Regions from separate parts of the Triticum aestivum genome. Here region 2 is linked to region 1. Evidence: chromatin contacts called from public Hi-C data. All regions are on one chromosome and are shown on one strand. The core of a region is the stretch at or near the end of the contact, and the rest is flanking DNA. Distances in the headings are between cores, read along the strand shown. Region 1 holds the start of LOC123145088 (U-box domain-containing protein 26). Region 2 holds the start of LOC123145090 (E3 ubiquitin ligase PARAQUAT TOLERANCE 3).

What was found. A called contact is a pair of places that touch in the nucleus more often than the background predicts.
Region 2: a Hi-C map of leaf shows a contact between it and region 1, with 3 times the contacts expected there. The contact joins the promoter of LOC123145090 here to the promoter of LOC123145088 in region 1. A contact is called at or near these places in 2 of 5 Hi-C or Micro-C datasets (both in leaf).

Annotation. Positions count from the first base shown.
Region 1 is chr6D:359,336,754-359,342,341 of IWGSC CS RefSeq v2.1, reverse strand. LOC123145088 (U-box domain-containing protein 26) reads left to right here and starts at 2,374. Exons shown (of 1, transcript XM_044564403.1): 1 at 2,374-4,404. The coding sequence starts at 2,922. The coding sequence ends at 4,145.
Region 2 is chr6D:359,895,599-359,901,186 of IWGSC CS RefSeq v2.1, reverse strand. LOC123145090 (E3 ubiquitin ligase PARAQUAT TOLERANCE 3) reads right to left here and starts at 3,276. Exons shown (of 15, transcript XM_044564405.1): 1 at 2,680-3,276; 2 at 1,862-1,961; 3 at 1,565-1,643; 4 at 1,268-1,431; 5 at 1,095-1,174; 6 at 851-922; 7 at 619-775; 8 at 379-527; 9 at 21-188. The coding sequence starts at 2,845.

The DNA.
Region 1 (5,588 bases), core at 1,125-3,624:
AGATTCACATCCAAACTTACCACGGCAGATTCGTATCAAAACTTGCCATGACGAATTCATGTAAACTAAATTTGCCATGATTTGAAAACTAAATTTGCCATGATTTGTAAACTAAATTTGCCATGAACCAATAAACTGAATTTGCCATGATTTGTAAACTAAATTTGCCATGAACCAATAAACTAAATTTGCCATGGTGAATAAACTAAATTTTCCATTATTAACAAACTAAATTTGCCGTGGTTAAGTTAGAAAAAAAGCATAAAGATTGTCATGGGAGTGTTGACAAAAAACCCTAAATTTGCCATGTTTAGAATATAAAAAAGTTGTTCAAAAATTTGCCATGTTGTTTTTTTTAATCAAAATTGCCATATTTTGTGTGAATGAAAAATTGCCGTGCATGTGAAATACCACGAAAAAAATGATCAAAATTGCCATGGCAATGGCTTTTCAGAAATTGATGCTTCAAATTTATGTTTACACAAAATTCAGTTTGACATGGCAAAAAACTAACTCTGACAATTGAATAGCAACTTGCCATGGCAACTATTCACTAACAACAAAAGATGGAACATATACACCATTGTAAAAATTGCCATGTCAGTTGATTATAATTTGCCATGGAAAACAAATCTGCAATTAATAGTGAATTCCCCATAGTATAATAAATTTCCCATCTTCAATGCAATAAAAGTGCCATATGATCTTTTTATGAATTTGCCATGTCAAAGCAATAAAATTGCCATTTTTCATGCACACAACAAAATGTTAAGTTGCCATCACACAAAGATTTCAGAAAAAAATAGTGCCTCAATCAGAACAGATCAGGCAATGAAAAAGACATAGAGCTATCTAGTTGCAAATCAGAGCATGAGAACAAATGTACTACTAGCAGAACAGCAATGCACCATCTGAATCATTGCCGGGGACAAGGAACTCCATGCGCATCTGGTGGATCCCGACTTCACCGGTGCATCCAGGCGTGCGCATTGGCCGGGCTCGTCATGGGGATCCTGCTCACCAGTGGCTGGACGGGAGCTCTCCGACGGAAACTGCTGGACAAGCTGCTCGCCACCATGGCATCGCGTGCATGTTCCACCCGTTCCAGCAGTCGCAACGCATATCTCCGCTGCCTACAGCTCGTGCTCCCGCTCATGGAGGAGCTCCGCGAGGCGTCCTAGCCCCGGCCCCTCACCGACAATGCTGAATGCCGCCCTGCCCTCCTCAGCCGCACCTTCCAAAGCCGCCCGCCGACCAGGCCGTCGCCCCCGTCGGCGTCCACCGCGACCATGCCGCGGCGTTGGAGCGCCCGAGCTCCGCATGGCGTCCCCGCCCCGCCTCGTTCATCGCCTTGCTCTCCTCACCCGCGCCTTCCAACCGCCCGCCGATCGGGCCATTGCCCCTGTCGGCGTCCACCACGACCATCCCGCGGCGCCGGAGCCCCTGTTGATCCGTAGATGCTCCTCTCCGACTGCGCCCCGCCTCCTTGAGCAGCGTCTCGTTGGCTTCGGCTCTGCCGCACCTCCTCGAGCTCCGCCTCGTCATCTCCATCGCCCCGCCGCTGACACGCCCATCGGTCGCGCGTGGAGGGACTCATTCTCCTCTTCCAGGGCCGCGCGAACGCCTCGACCTGGTCGTAGCCACGCCGCCGCCCGGCCTGCGGCAAGCCGCCGCTCATGGAGACGGTCGTGCGGGTGGTCTCCGTGCCTTGGCGTGCTTGGGTTGGATCCAGCCATCTACTGCCATCTGGGGCCCTCCAACCGCGCATCTAGCGCAGCCCTTGCCGGGAGCCGCCGGGCTTCGCCGGATTAGAGGCTGGCGGGGGAGGAGAGAATAGGAGTGACGTACTGGTGTGGGTGTGGGGAAGAAAAGGTGAGGCGAGGAGTGGGAAGATAAGGTGAGGTAAAGGAGTCGGCGGCGTTCGGTCAGGTTAGTTTCAGCCCGCACGAGTCCGTGGGCTGACGTGGCAATTTTCAGTGCTCCAAAAATTGTGCAGCTGATGGACGGCATCGAGTGCGTGTGGGCGAGATGCAAACGCCCATACGTGTGGGCGTTAGTATTTTTTTTTAAAAAGTATTGAGTTTTTCGAAAATAGAGAAAGAAAAGAGTGCTACAACTCGACGAAAGCAGCTGCTCCTGGTCAATCGAGAGTGATCAATGATAACATAGTTAATCTATAAAGTGACAGCTTTCCCCATGAAAAAAAAGAAAAAAAATACTGCGTGCCGCCGCAGCGACCGGCAAATAGGAGGGCTCGAGAACCTCTCTGTCTCTCTCTAACGCACGTGAGGCCAACCAACAGCCAGCAACCCAGCTTTGACCGGTCAAAATCAGATTCGAAATCACGTTTTCTCTGTCCTTTATCTACTGCCCCGACCCCGACTGCTTCTCCTACCTCCACCCCCCCGTGCGCTGGCTCCGTGCTCCTCCTGCAGATCCTCCTCCGCCACCTCTGGGTCTCGCTACCCGAACCAACCCCACTCCAAGCGCCTCCGCCTCCACCGCCAGGTCCTCAACGGCATCGTCCTCGAGCAGACCCACGGCAGCCCGGCACGACACCACACCTAACAGCGGCCCGGCCCGGAGTGCTGCGTGCCGTGCTTCGGCGCTCCGGCGAGGCACCCGTGCCGTCCGGCGGGCTGTCCGGCCCGACTGGTCTGAGCCCGACGTGGCCCGAGGCACGACAGTGCTGGCCCGACCCGGCCCATGCACCTACGTTCTTCGTCTCCCTCGATCTCCACTCTCCACCAGTCCACTTTTTCGCTCTCCTTCCACCCCCCACCCCCAACCCCGTCTCGTGTCCACCCACCACCAACCCACCCACACCCACGCGCATCACATCTTCATCGCAAGCTAGCTAGCTAGAGTAGGCCAGATCCAAATCACAACGCCGCCCGGCGTGGAGCAGTCGAGTTTCGCCAATGCCAGGGAGCGTGCCGCTGGCGCTGGGGCTGGACACGGTAGGGCTGCAGGTCCCGTGGTACTTCCGTTGCCCAATCTCGCTGGAGCTCATGCAGGACCCCGTCACCGTGGCAACCGGCCAGACCTACGACCGTGCCAGCATCGAGTCGTGGGTCGCCACGGGGAACACCACCTGCCCCGTCACCCGCGCGCCGCTCGCCGACTTCACGCTCATCCCCAACCACACCCTCCGCCGCCTCATCCAGGAATGGTGCGTCGCGCACCGATCCCTCGGCGTCGAGCGCATCCCAACGCCCAAGCAGCCGGCCGACCCGGACCTCATCCGCTCCCTGATCGCCCAGGGCCCTGCCCTCCCCGTGCTCAGGAAGCTCAGGGCGCTCGCCAGGGAGTCTGACAAGAACAGGCTCGTCATGGCCACGCACGAGACCAGGGCGGCTCTGGTGGAAATGGCGTTCGGGGGCAGCGCCGAGGAGGCTCAGGCGGAGGCCATGGCGGTCCTCGCCCTGGTAGGGATGGGGGAGGCGGAAGCTGTGGATGTGGTGGGCAGGGAAGACAGGGTCACCAGGCTTGGCAAAGTTCTTGGCAGCCAGGGGACGACCTTGGAGGCCAAGGTTAATGCAGGTGCCGTCGTGGAGGCGGCTGCTGCGGTGTCTGGGGCGGAGGCCAGGGTGGTGCTTGGCGCAGCTGATGGAGTCATTGAAGGCCTGGTCGCGCTGGTGGACGAGAAGGCCAATGCCCGTGCAGTGCGCATTGGGATCCGAGGCGTCTTTGCTCTCTGCCTGGCCAAGGAGAACAGACAGCGCGCCGTATCAGCTGGCGCCGCATCAGCTCTGGCCCGGCGAGTGGCGGAGGGCGGCTGCGCCGGCGAGCTGGAGCGCGCGCTGGCAGCGGTGGAGCGGCTGTCCCGGACAGAGGGTGGCCGCGAGGCGGTTGTCTCTGGCGCTGGAGGTGGTGCCGCGCTGGTGATCGCGCTAGTGCGTGCCATGTCCGGGCGCGCGGCTGAGCATGCTGCGGGCGCATTGGTGGCCGTGGTGGGCGGGTCTGAGGTGCTGCAGCTGGAGGCCGTCCGAGCAGGTGCCATGAGTCAGCTGCTCATGATGGTGCAAGGCGGCTGCTCGGAGCGTGCCAAACGCAAGGCGCAGCACCTCCTGAAGCTGCTCCGGTCTGCCTGGCCGACCACCGACTCCATGGCCAACTCGGCTGATTTCCTCCAACCATACTAACCCCGCATTGCATCCCCTTTCTGAATCTGAACCACCACGGCACTAGGGCGGGGTGGCGGTGCCTGTATGTAACGGCGGTAGTAGGATCACAGGAGAGATTTTCTCCCCTAAAGAAAATTTCATGAGGCTAGGGCCGGGCAGCGGTGCCTGTATGTAACGGTGGTAGTATGATTTTATTGACACTCTTGCAGTAGAAATTCATGTTTAAAAAGTGTACATATACATATGTACCTTGTTTAATTCTAGACTTCTACTTCCACTCTCTGATGCAAATTAATTTGTTTATATCATGTATGCTTTGATTGCTTGAGATAACAAAAAAATAAAAGAGCTGCATTGCTATTTGGTCATGGTCAGCGCCCCATTGGAATTTCATATGTAGATGGCACTGAGGTTTTTAGGTAGAAATGTTGGAACTTCATTCTACACATATTCCGTCTGACATAGGAGTTGCAGGATGTTGAATTTTCTCTTCTGTCTTCCTTTCCAGGTGAAATCCGTGGCTGCTCCTCAAAATTTATATTTTTTAGGCTTTAATTTTTGGTGTGATGTCATGACACTGCAAGTCACATCTTAAGGCAATTATATTTCTTTTACCTGGAATCACGAAGATTATTTCTTTTTCTTTTGTATTTCATCTTAGGATACAAAATTAATTGTGAACTGTTTATGTTCCTACAGAATCTTGGTTCCACCCCAGAAGGGGAGCAACACCTCATGTCTGTAAATTATTTCGTTTTGTTGAGGAGCCAAGTGCTACTAGCTTTCATGGTTGGCAATTTTAGTTAGGGCACACTATATAGTAGACAACTACAAAATTTTAGCCCTTAAATTGTTTCTTACCCTATAACACCATATTTGTTCAGTTATTTATTTTCTTATAGTTTTTGTGGCTTTCAAGTGAAGTAAATAATTTAAATTTCCATTCTCTTGGTTTGATAAGTGACATTACAAGGTTAATCTTCTTGGTTTTATTTAGCTCATTGTGTAATTATTCTTATTAAGTTTGCATTACTGACACTCTGCAGTATAAATATCACCACGAAATCTTTGTGCTCTATTGTCACTGTTGATCAATTTACAGGAAAGATTTTTTAAAGGAGAGATACCCTAATTTGACTGCCTCAAGATAAACATCTCATATGGTTCTTGTCCTTTTGACAAGTCTACTTTAATGCAAGAATAAATAGGCACCCCTGTGTTGACATGTTGTTCTATGTATTACAGGCTATAGAGATTTTGATTTCCTGTGACATCTTCAGGTTTTTCCTTAATTTCTGAAGTCTTGCACTGTTATTAAAGTTACATTATGGGTTCACCTCCTTTTTTAACTCTATATGGTTGTACTATTGACTAACATTATGGGTTCACCTCCTTTTTCTTACCCTCATTTTAGATTTTGTAATTGTACTTGAGAACTTTAGAAAATCTGGATGAGCGTTA
Region 2 (5,588 bases), core at 2,027-4,526, 560 kb before region 1:
GATATAACTGATATACATACCCTGTACTTGCACCATGCTTCCCGCGTTTTCCGTACTGCTAGTTGGTGGTGCCTCTAATATGCGACTGATGGTTTCTCTTAGAGTTCTATTGGGGAGAAGATCGTCTGCTAATATGCTTGTGGCACCACAGACACACATTGACTTGTTAATTATGTAGTCCCTAATGCCTGCCAACAAAACACAATATGTCAGCCCACTAAAGAGCATGTATGTTTGAAACTTGAAAGTGGAGATATTGAGAAGAACAAGAAAAACACAATGAAGAAAATCCATACAGCAAAACCATATTTGTATTAAGTGACAACAGTATCAATGTCAGCAGTGTGAAAACAATAGATTCTTAAAAGCGCAACTTACATTTATCACAGAAACTCTTAAAGCAGCATTTACTAGTTAGAACGGCATCCTTCATTACTTCTTTACACAACGGGCAACGCAACTCTGGTGGGAGATCACTGAGAGAACGGGTGGTGGGTAGGCCCTCTATCTCCCTCTCAAAAGCAGCTCTGTCACAAAAAAAATATGATTAATCTTTACCTCCAAGTAGACGGAGAATTAGTGATTACGTGAGTAACTAAATAAGCAATTTGAGCTCACTCATTTGGCTTCAAAACAGCACCAGCCCCACTTGGCAGTGCATATGAGCCATCTGGAGTTGCCATTAACATGGATTTTGGAATGCCAGTTGGAGGTTTCATCCTTCTAACGTCATATCTAGTATCACCATTTGTTGGGCAATGTTGAATGAAATGACCTGTAAACCAGTATTGGTCAAGTGAAACAGGACAAAATATTCCATTAACAAAGATTTGACAAGTGGCCAGCATACCTGGTACTTTACATCTATGACAAATATAGCCAGGAGGAGGTGACCTGTTATCTAGCCGACCCATCCCACGTCCTTAAGAATATCAAAGCAGATTAGTACTTATATAAACATCTAGTTTCAAATAATGATGTTAACAGGTATCCATGTTGCATAGGTGCCCATGTGCACTTCATGAAGCTTGGTGCTACTAAGCTCTACATAAATCTTGCAAAAAAATGGCAATAGAAACGGTGGAAAGAATTACCAAAACCACGCCCAGCCATCATTCTCCCACCCATTCCTCTGCCATAACCTCTTCCGGATCCATAGCCATCAGGAATTTGGCTGAAAATGAGACATCCAGTCCAGTATATAATTAGTATTATTCCTCTAAGGGATAATAGAACAGTCATTCAGCCAGTCCAGCAGATCACTAACCTATAGTCAACGGCCGCTGTATCAATAAGGGCTTTTATCTTACTATCTTCGTCAATTTGATTTTCAGAAGAAGCGTCAATTGCCTGGCTAGCAGGCTGAGAAGGAACTGAATCAGAAACATATAAAGAGTTGCCGAACTCATCATCCCACTCAGATTCTTCAGGCTGCAATTTCAATACCTTTAAACATTAGCTCCCAGGATTAATAGACTACCATCATAGCTCAAACATCAAACTGTGATTGCAGCGGCAACTACTGTATGAGATAAAGGTAAACCAGACTAGAAGTTATTCTTACATATTTCATAGATGAATCACCAAGAAAAGCACTGCCAGAAGGCACGATTTCTTCTACCCTATTTTCTGCAGCTATTGCCCTGCAAAAAATGGTGAACCTTAAAACTATGATTGCTGATAAGGAGTAACTCCTGACATGGACCATATTCAGTGACATGAAGCAGTTAAAGTCAAACATACAAATTAGAAATCTTTTCAGATGGGTTATGTATTTTTGACTATTGATGATGATGCATCAGTAATGTGAATTATGAGGTATGATGTGGAGTAAGTGCGAAATCAAAGAGCAAAACAGTACTCTTGTGGTTCAGTAACGATTGGCATCCTTGGGCGTCCTGGTATCCGGCGAATCAACACTGAAGTGTTCTTTGGTATCATGATAGATTCATCAGCATACTCTGAAAGTACAAACATCACAGGAAATGGTTTAAGTAATACTTCGACTGTACAACACCATCCCAAGTCCCCCAAAAAACGAGATATTCCTATCATGCCCACTAATTATAAGTTCTTAAAATACAACTGTATTTCAATCTGAATGCTCCACAGTAAAATCCACTAATCCAGAATGATTGTTCAGTGAGGTAAGCAAACAACACAATGGCTTCATTGAAACACACTTACTAGTCTTCGATGCAATGCGCGGTAGATGTGCTCGGCATCGCAAAAGACATTCAAGTTGCTAACCATTGCAAACAAAGATCATGTCAAATTGTCAAAATATTGCAATTTTATGTCTAAATCCAGCTAACAGTTAATCCTCCACACCAAACCAGTAGATCAAGTCGTCATGTCCTAGAAAGCACAGATCATAAGAAAAAAAAATGAGGCAGACAACAAATGATACCAGCTAAATAAGGCCTCAATTTTCAGAAATCTTCCGTGCATGAATCAAAGAGCCAAAATGGCTTACCATACACAGCAAACAGCATTACAACCTGAGCCTATCACAATATTATCTACCACTAACATCTTGTATACATTCACCCACACAAGAAATCAAGCAAAGGTTCTTCTCTGAGAAAGAACCAATATTATCTAGCTGGCACTAACATCTTGAATACATTCACCCACACAAGAAATGAAACAAGGGTTCTTTGCTGAGAAAGAACCAACCTTCATCAGTCTGGGCATTCGAGATCATGAGGTCGAAATCAGTGCCTCTGCCAAGGTGCTTGGACTCAAAAATCATCTCCTTGAGGTTGAGAACCGAGATGAACTGCCCCTCGATAGGGATCGAGTCATAGTCTCTGGCACTCTTGAACTTATAATAGACAGCCATGACAGCGCTGGATCTAGAGGGTGTGCCGGGTGTGCAGCAGCACACCCAATTTGCGCCGCACGCCCAAAATTTGTGGAGATCAGTGGGGTTTATCTAATCACTCGGCGCCATAAAGCTCACAGACGGCCAGGATGGCGGGCGGGGTTGAGATAGCAGCGATGCGATGAGGCGGAACGGGAACGGCAACGGCGGCGACGCGCGTGCGAGGTCGGACGGGTTGGGGGGTCAGGCGTCGGCGGTGACCTAAGCTACGGCACGGCGGCGGCTGTAGGGCACGGCAGACTGTAGGAGATGTTCTAGAGCCGCATCGGGTCGGATTGGAGCTTGCTTGGGTAGGTCAGGACTCGGGAGAGGAAGAGGATGACTGGGAGGGGAAAGAAGGGTACAGGTACGGGACGGTGGAGAGTGGAAACCGTGGATGGATCTCACCCCTCTGGGCCTGGGGTCGACGGCAGATATTTTGGTTCAAAAGGAGAATACGCTGACAGTAGTACTCCCTTCGTTTCTTTTTACTCCCCATATAATATTTTTTAATGTCAAACTATGCAAAGTTTGATTAAATTGATATTAAAAAATATCAATATCTACAATACTGAAGATATATACTATAAAAATTATTGTCATGATTCATCTAATGATATTGATTTCGTATTGCGAATACTGATATTTTTTTCTATAAAGTTAGTCAAACTTTACGAAGTTTGACCTCAGACAAATTTTATATGCAAACTGAAAAGAAACGGAGGGAGTTTTATTAGGATGACTTTTTTAGTCTATGCACTTGTATTTGTATGAAAACTTTCGAGTTTTGTTACTAGTTTAATTTAGATTGATATAGCATGTTGGGTGAAATTCTACCCTTTTTTTTCTTTTACCTTAGTAACACATACACACAGTGAGATATAGGTCAAGAATTCGAGGACAATCTGGGTAGGTATTCATTACCGTAAGTTCGCGAGCAACTGCTACATGTGATTTAAGAGTAGTGAGTTTGCCAAAATAATGGGACCACTCATGTACAATCGAACAAAGGGTCTTTCTTCAAAAAAGAGGTAGACACGTTACTTTCTTGAAATGTGTTCACCTAACTTATCTTAGCATGAATGCCAGCAATGCAATAAGTGTCACTGATGTCACTGTTGATATATCTATCTACGACCACCTCATGCCAAGTGTCTAATATGGAAGCTTTTACATGTATGACGACCATAACGTGCACCCTTCGTTGAAGTGCACCCTTCAATGTGGTTGTTTCGTCAGCTAAGTCAGTTGTTTCCATAATTGTGCCATCGCCTCATTGCGTTCTTATCTTGAGTCTTGCTTCAAGTCTAAGCTATTACTAGAATCAGACTGATGTTGTGACACGAAGCATGTGACTGTGGATGGAAAAGACGTGGGGTGGCAAGGGGTATGATGGAGAAGATTAGGCAAGGTTGAAGTGATGATTAAGAAGAAGAGGAATACATCCACGGCCCTCAAACTATTAGTGGAATCTAGAACGATCCCCATGCTTAGTAAATTTACATTCGAGTCCTCACTCTTGCTAACGAAGTTCACCTATGATCCACATAGAAGAATAGTGATTTTTGTTTACACATTTTGATGTTACTTGCTTATTATCAACTATAGAATATTGCTTTGAATCACTTTTGTGTTAAGTTCACACCATGATTGCATCATTTCATCAAGATTACGCTAGGTAACATTCAACATAAAAATTTATCTTTGTTTATCATTTACCTACTCGAGGACGACTAGGAACTAAGCTTGGGATGTTGATACATCTCAAATGTATCTATAATTTTTTTTATTTCATGCAATTATATTATCACTTTTATATACTTTGTGTAGCGATTTATATTATTTTTCTGGACTACTTATTAATTTAGTACCCAATGTCAGATCTTGTTTTCTGCTTGTTTTTTGGTTTCGCAGGAAATCAATATCTACGGAGGTCAAATCACTTGCTGATTTAATATAAGTTTTTTGGGCAACAACGAACATGGAATCTTCGGGAGAGATCAAGGGGAGCTGTCAGGGGGCCACATGGACACCCCGCACGGCTTGGGAGTGCCACCTGGTCGTGTGGGGACCCATACATTGCCTTAACCTGATTCCACTGCCATAACTGTTGACAAATACCGAAATCGTCTGACGTATTTTCAGAATAATTTTATCGCCGCCGCAAGCTTCTGTTCCGCGAAGATCCCATCTGGAGGTATGTTCCAGAGCCTTGCAGGAAGGGAAAGCCATTGCAAGAGCCATCTTCATCAACCTTGTTGCCTCCATGACCATGTGTGAGTAGTTCCATTAGGACCTACAGGTCCGTAGCAATAGCTAGATGGTTCTCTCTCATTTTGGATCTTCAATACCATGTTCTCGTGCGCCTTCTCACATGATTGGGATCAATTCGATGTAATTGGTGGTGTGTTTGTTGGGACATGATGAATTGCCACTTTATGATCAGATTGTTCATTGAAATCAATTGGATATTTTGAGGTTTTATTGCTACATAATTAAATAGCTTTGCATACTCTCCGATCTATCTATCCTCTTTGGACAAGTTCGATGGGTTTTCCTTCAGAGGGAGTGGTGCTTTGTAGTGGGTTCAGTCTTGCGGTGATCTAACCCCAGTGACAATAAGGGCCAAGACATGTTCGTAATGTTGCCACTAAGGATAAAACAACGAGTTTTTGTCATATTGATTGACTTCTTCTTGTCTACATTATGTCATCTTACTTAC